Linked DNA regions of Mus musculus: region 1 is linked to region 2. Evidence: chromatin contacts called from public HiChIP or PLAC-seq data. All regions are on one chromosome and are shown on one strand. Each heading gives the region's core, a stretch centred on a gene start, on an enhancer-like site or on the middle of the called end of the contact. The rest is flanking DNA. Distances are from core to core; before and after follow the strand shown.

Region 1 (3,635 bases), core at 508-3,007, 200 kb before region 2:
TCTGCATTTAGATCATGTTATAACTTTAGGTGTAAATATACTTGTATTGAGAGGGTTAAAATTTGTATACCTTTGATTTGAACAATCCTATAGACTTTTAGGTTGTACCTCCTGACAGCAAATATGATGTTTTAATCACCGTGGGGAGCCATGAACAAGTCCTTCCTTTGGCAGAGCTATCAGGGAGAGTGAAGGCATTGCATTTCTTTGGCATTAAAAACCTGCATTGAGCTATTGCAGATCACTCAGGATATATCTAGCAGAGAGGATATATCTAGCAGAGAGGATATATCTAGCAGAGAGGATATATCTAGCAGAGAGGATATATCTAGCAGAGAGGATATATCTAGCAGAGAGGATATATCTAGCAGAGAGGATATATCTAGCAGAGAGGATATATCTAGCAGAGAGGATATATCTAGCAGAGCACCGGGAAAGCAAGCTTCTTGTGAGGACAAAGAGCAGCTCAGGGGCTGGAGTGAAATAGCCACTTGAATCCACATGTGTGAAGGAAGATTGCATCGTAAAGAGTCAGAAACAGAATCCCGTGTATGAAATGAGGAGCTGAGCCCTCCTCTATCCTCTTGCTCCCCTTGGATTGTGTGTCTTGTCCTCAGAACCATCTCCGAAAGCTGTTATCGAAGCTCTACAAATAAAGGCTCAGGCAGGTAGACAGCCCCTGGGGAGCCAGAGGCTCACTCAGATCCACCACCCTGCCCTTTCTACGTAACCTCTGTCTTCTGCCATTGGATCCACCAGTGCAGAAGCAGCACTTTGTGTCTTTAATACTCTCAGCAGATTAGTGGCTTGTGCAAAAACATAGGACTCTAGAGACAGACACTTGTACCTGGATTCTTACTGTGGAAATGGGGCTTGACTAATTCACAACTGTTGACTTCTAGTTTTCACATGACCAAACTTTTTAATATCTAGATTGATCCTTTGATTTAATGACTAAAGTTACAACAGTGGGCCACTCCTTCATATGAAAGATTAGTCTATGGAGCTGGATGTTGAGGATGAGGCTCACACCCAGTTCTTTCTCTGCCCCACAGTTGGTTCCAGTGCTGGGGCACCTCACTACAGCTCACTGCTCTCATAAGCCCGAGAGCAGCTCTGCACCTTCTGCACACGGGTGCCAGGCCATGGGCGGGCTCCTCACATGGGCGGGCTCCTCACATGGGTGGGCTCCTCACATGGGTGGGCTCCTCACATGGGCGGGCTCCTCACATGGGCGGGCTCCTCACATGGGCGGGCTCCTCACATGGGCATGCTCCTCACATGGGCATGCTCCTCACATGGGCATGCTCCTCACATGGGCATGCTCCTCACAGCTGACGTGTTTTCCAGAGTCCACAGCTCAGTAGCCTGCTACCCAGCAGTGCTTCCAGCCCAAGCGTCAGGTTTCAATCTTACAATCTTACTGAAATAATATTTTCTTTAAACTGGCCTCCTTGAGATTTTGAAAATTGAACAGTTCCTATTTATGCAATATTATGTTCAGAGTGGTAGTTTACAGTGTGAATAAAAACTCTCATTTGCATGGAGAGAGTGAATCTTTTTTGTTGTTACTTTCACTTTTCCAGTTAAGACTGCTTTCTAATGAAAGGCTTGATGAGGGGATGAGAGAGGGGTGTGTGTGAGTGTGTGTGTGTGTTGGTGTGTTAATGTTGTGTGTGTGTGTAGTTAGTTGAGACAGAGTAGTTTTAATGTGTCAGTTCGTGTTAATTCTGTCTCCTTTGAAGGCTGAAGTTCAGGATGTCAGGGTTATGAGGAACTGGCTGACTCGTGCGCTAATGCTGCAGACTGTTCTGTGACATGCGCTGTTGATGTGATCCATGGTTCCTGTAACACATCACGTAAACTGCTGAGGAGAGGCTGGGGACTTGCGTCCCCCTTGCCTATTTCTAAGTCTTGAAAGCTGTTTTTCTAAACAGCTTTTAATAATAAGGCAGTTTATTGATACTAAGTTCCACTGAATTTTATTTATATGTATATAAAAGTAAACCATGAACTCATTAGTATTTTCATTGCTGGTAATACTTTGTTTTCTAAAGAGTAGAGTTTTCCTATGAAATCCACCATAGTGATCAGTAGGACCACATTTTGATACAGGAAAAGTCCTGGTATAGAAAACAGCACTATAGAGGCAGAAGTTATTATTCACACACTCACAGTAGGGCCACCTTGCCCCTGAGGATACAAGTCAGTATGGGAATGTACACCAAAACAGGGAGACCTGTACTTCCAACAGAAATTTGCTTTCTCCATTACAACAAAAGCTAATTGTATTATGTGATATTTAGGCTTCTTTGTCTGTTATGCCAATACTGATAAAGTTTCTGACTATCTTTAAAAAAAAAAAAAAAAAACAGGCAGTATGTGTCTTTAGAGTATAGTTGAATAGATAGTTTACTTAAAAAGAAAAAAAAAAAAAAAAAACAGCCCAGGCTTCTTTCATGTAATGTTTCAGTTTGACAATTTTAAAAAGTACATTGTGGGATATTTATAGTATTTTTCGATCTATTTTTGTCAGTAGACTAGGAGTGCTAACTGATTTAGGGCACAGGGGTTAAAAACAGGAAATGTGGTGTACGAAGTAGGTTGTCTCCAGACTTTCCAATTTCTTGAAGTATTACCTACCGGGGAGTGCCGGGTTTCAAAACAACACTAGCAGAGAACTTTGAGTTTGTCCATAGAGAAGCAATGTCTGTTGTGCCAGGAAGTGGTTCACGGGAAGGAAGGTCTGCATTCTTGGTATGGCTTCACATGGTACGGCATGCTTTCTGTAACTCCTTTTGAGACTCCAGACAGGCAGAGGAGTGAAAGGCTTGGCTTCGTCCACCTTTACATTTTGCTTAAAATGCTACTTGATTTTTTTTTCAATGAAAAGTTTTGTCAAATTGCTGTTTAAAAGTTTTCAATGAACTGTTGAGTTGGGACATGTTGTAGCACCAGGCAACCCATGGTTAAAATGCATGGAGAAGCAAGACCTCTGTTTCCTGTGGCCTTTTGAATGACAGCTTGGCAGAATCTACCAAGACTGAAAACCCTCCAACGCAGCAGTTCCACCTCTAGGTTATCCTATTAAAATAAAATGAGCTAGGTGATACATCCCTGTAGTCCCAGCACTCGGGATGCGAGGAGGGGGATTATTGCAAATTCTGGACCAGCAGGTCTACAAAGTACATCTACATGTGTACTATATGAGCTCAAACCTATGACATTTCTGGAAAAGACAGAATGGTAGGGGTTTGCGGGGAGAGAAAGCAAGCAGCTTCAAGGTTAATGGAGAAGGAGACATCCATGAGAGAGGCAGCAGTGACGTTTCAGGCACAAAGACTGTCACATCACTGTAGTGGTGAGCATATTCCACTAAGCCGACAGAATGTGCATCTCCAGCAGTGGCCCTGTTGTGGGCCCTGGCCTCTGTTGCTAGGGCCATCAGTGTATCAGCTGTACCCTCTAGTGATGCGGGTGTGTGTGAGCGGGGCAGGCAGTGGGAAAGCTGTACTTGCCTGGGAGGAATCTGTCCTGAGTAGGAGCAGGATTGCATGGGAGGCTGTGTATTTCACTTGACATTACTAAAGGCCCGGCTTGCCCTGAAAAGCAGGTTGATTTGGTTTGTTTGTTTT
Region 2 (3,841 bases), core at 323-2,822:
AAATAGCTTTGCATTTTAAACATCAGAATAACTAATTATCTAAGCTTAAACAATTCTATGTCTCAGGAAATGTATTCTTTCAGAGAAAGGCTGTCTGTATAAAAGCACTGACACACCCTCTTAAGGGAAAAAAATGGAAGTTTCCTTTTCCTCACAATGATAAAATCAGAATTGGAACTATCTCATCATGGGGAGATTTCTTATGATTAGTCAACCAAGAGCAGTCAGAGGAAGATCGAGTTAATTTTTAAAAGGAAACTGTTTCAGAAAGCGTGACTTTTTTCTATAACACAATCAGTACTTTAGAGAAAAATAATGCATTGACTTTACTAATAGGCATGCTACAGTCCTGAAATTTTTCCCAAAACTTTTATCCAGAAGGCATTTTATTTATTTAAAATTTAAAGTAAATTTATCATTAAAATACTTTATCATTAAAATAGTTATCATCAAAATACTTATCATTTTATTATAAATATCAAAATACTTTATCATTAAAATACTTTCAGACAAGTAAAAACCTCACACAGCAGAATTAGAGACTCCAGGGTCTATGCAACTCACTGAGCTGCTCTGCACACTTAGGATATGCATTCAAAATGGATGCTTTGGAACTCCACGTTAGATTTTACAATTTTGGGGGTCAGTCATATACATTTTATGGAATTATCCACTTTAGATTTTAAAAATTCTGATTACCTTAATTTTTAAAGAAGACAATATCAAAGACTTCTTTCTTTTAGAAAGAACCATAGGACATGAACAAAATGGAATCTGGGAAAAAATGTTCATCTGTCAGAGTTTGTGTTTTATGATATTAAATATAATTAGACACTAAATATGATGCATTTATATGAACATGATACAAATATTTCTATAAATATATGTTCAGTATGAATAATTTAATATAGAATGTCATGGCTCTCCTCCCACTGCCTTCTCATGCTGTCTGCATGGCTGTCCACACAAATGTCCGTCTGTCTGGTCTGTCTGTCATTCCAATCAGGCATCTGCGGAGGAGCCAGAGAGACTCAGACTATACATGGCAGTTTCAACATAGCACACATTAGCAAAATGCAGGGGGCAGTAACAGCTACTAAGCATAAATCAGGTCAAAATATCACCACCACAGAGCAATGCTGATAAGACCAACAGTTAATCTGCTGTGTAAACACCAAGCCTCAGTACAGATCGTGTCAGAATCAGCACCTGGGTACCTATCCCACCAATGGTCCTAATACAATCTTGGTTTGGGTCTGATGCTAAGCTCTGAAAGAACGTGTGCCTTTAGTCACTGTATACATGTAACATTAGTGACAACTGAAGATTGATATTTCCCAGAACAGGAAGTGGGGGGTCCACCAACCTCCAGTTGTCTGAGAGTTGTTGAGCCTCTTGTAAAATGAGGAAGGGCTGACAGCCACCATTTTCCATGAGATACTTTCTTTAAACTTTAAGGTTGTAACCACGGGGAAGCAAACCGAAAAGCATCCTTTTTCTAGGCTCTGTGCATGCCTTACTGATGTCAGAACTTTTAAAGTGATGTGGGTCTGTAAGAACCGCCCCTCCACCCCCGCCCAAGTCACTGAAAATTCAAAACCAATGTCATAGCATTGTGGGTTCCTGCTGGTCCTCTCCTGGTGCAGAAATGCAGGCGCACAGCGGCAGCATGCCTTCTAATGCAAACTGCTAATACGCTGCTGGCTTCGATGTTTACTGCCTGGTTTCACTGCCTTCTAGGAACCTCTTTTCAAAAGCTGGGTGGCTTATGTTGTGTAGTTAATATCTTTTTAGTTTCTTTTTTAAAGTCCCGAAGTAGGGTTCACTTGGTGAGCCTATCTTTCCCAGTAATTTCACTTTTAGTTGGTTATCTTCCTTAACGTGTTCACTCAGAACACATGTGACGACTCCTCCAGGGCTCAGAGATTGGCATAACCCAACCAATCATCGACCCTGATCGAGTTAGAGGCCAGATCTTCCTTAGGCAAGAGTTTCTCCCATCCTACTCTTGTAAGTGGATGCACTAAGGGCCACCTCAACCTCCGCTTGAGTTTGGTCTCATAAAGTGGAGTGGGAATAAGGTAGAGGGTCTTGGTACAAGATTGGCATTTATGCTTCTTAGGGATTCAGATGAAGGAGTGAGAGGTGGGTCTCATCCCATAGAAAACGTTTTGGTCAGAGCTATTTTCAATCAAGTAGCAAATTGAGCAGAAGTAGAGAATGAAGATGCTGGCAAGGAGAAATGAGGCAGCTGGGGTAAGGTCCTCCCCTTCTCCTCAGCACTGGGGATATAGTCCAGGACCACATTCTCCCTGGGCCCGTGAGATGGGTGAGAGTGGTTTTTGCTCCACACTCCAGCTGAGAGGCGTAACTGCTGAGTCCCAGTGGTACTGTTGCTGATGACTTACGAGCTCCTTGCTGGTCCCATGTCTCAAGCCCTCACCTTGGCCAAAGTTGGCTCCAGTACGAGCCTTCGGTGTTCATAATCAAAACATATCCTTGCCCATGCACAGACAAGTAAGTGGGATGGAAAAGCACACGGAGGTATTTCTTAGTGTGGTTGGACAACGAGTTCCCTGTGTCCTTGACACAGGGAGGTGCTCTATGGAATTGATGTTGACCCTGCGACCAAGTTGGTAAAGGAGGAACAATGGGACCTTGAAAAAGTCCTCCCCCTCCCCGCTCTCTTCCTAGGTTCCTCATCTAGAAGGACCTTTAGAAATAGCTTTTGAGTATTTATTCCCCAGAAGAGGAACTTGAGGCCCAGAGAGGTAAAACTATCCACAAGGTCACACAGCTAATTCTCAGCAGAACTGAAAATCCCCTGAATGTCTGTAATCTGAACTGAACTCACCCTGGGGTACCTGCTGCCTCATAACTAGCGCCCACAGCCTCCCAGAACCAGGGTGTCCTCACTCAGCCACTCCTTCCTTTGGAAACGTTCTTAATTTAGCTGTCACTCAGGACAACTCATGGTGCTGCCTCCAGCTGGGCTCTGCCAGACAGACGCTGTTCACATGGAAGCTCCCAATGTGAAGTAACCAAGGCAACCCACAGAAATACCAATGGGCTTTTTTTTTTTTTTTAAACAATTGAAATGGGATTGCTCTGTGACTTTGCTAGCCATGTAGATAAATGTAAAATGAGTCAATACAAAACCCATGAGCAAAAGCATTCACTCAAATGCAGTGGCTGAGAGACACGTCAGCAGCTGGGAGGGACTTAAGGTCAACCAGCCAATCAACTTTCTATTCAAAAAAAGATGCCCAGTGAAAGTCCAATATCAAAAAAAAAAAAAAAAAAAAAAAAAGGAGGTGGGCTGAGGATGTGGCTCAGTCAGTGATGAAGTGTTTGCCTAGTGTACACGTGGCCCTGGGTTTTATTCCCAATATGGAAATGGAGAAAACAGACAAGGATGGTGTTTATAATTCCATCACTAGGAAGGCCAGGGAGGGAGGAGGGTGAGTTTGGAGTCAGCTCCGGCTGTATAATGAGACATTGTCTCAAAAATAACACCAAGCAAGCAAGCAAACAAACAAACAAACAAACAAAAAAACCAAAGCTGAGTCAAACAAAAGAAGCAACAGTGATGATGAACAGGGGAGCCAGGGTAGTAGTTACACTTTAACTATTGGATGGGAGAATCAGGGACTAGAAAGGAAGGCAGGCAAGCTAGAATCCAGGCATCACAGCCCTGGCTTTTATGTTGGTGGGAGGGTTCATGGGTCTTGTTGTTTATTGTTGTTGTTGTTGTTGTTAGAACTAAGTAGATGAGAAAAATTAATAAAAATGGGCCATTCATGGAACCAAGGTAAAAATCTGTTATGGACCAAAGATAATG

The links. HiChIP or PLAC-seq counts read pairs in DNA pulled down with a chosen protein or histone mark.
Region 1: a BATF HiChIP or PLAC-seq map of CD8 T cells shows a contact between it and region 2, with 27 read pairs. The contact joins two enhancer-like sites. A contact is called at or near these places in 2 of 484 Hi-C or Micro-C datasets (forebrain and nephron progenitors) and 8 of 115 datasets of contacts at active chromatin or transcription factors (the 230-238 cell line, CD8 T cells, Th17 cells and 5 more).

What each region holds. Positions count from the first base shown.
Region 1 is chr13:30,832,678-30,836,312 of GRCm38.p6, reverse strand. The region is part of intron 23 of Exoc2 (exocyst complex component 2); the gene reads left to right. Among named protein-coding and RNA genes, the nearest start is that of Irf4, 85 kb to the right of the region's middle. Within about 2 kb of position 1,757, at least 87 of the 459 cell types and tissues checked have an H3K27ac peak or open chromatin away from gene starts, as enhancers often do. A contact at or near this core is called in CD8 T cells and Th17 cells, where this site is marked.
Region 2 is chr13:30,627,757-30,631,597 of GRCm38.p6, reverse strand. No RefSeq gene overlaps it. Among named protein-coding and RNA genes, the nearest start is that of 4930519D14Rik, 15 kb to the right of the region's middle. Within about 2 kb of position 1,572, at least 28 of the 459 cell types and tissues checked have an H3K27ac peak or open chromatin away from gene starts, as enhancers often do. A contact at or near this core is called in CD8 T cells and Th17 cells, where this site is marked.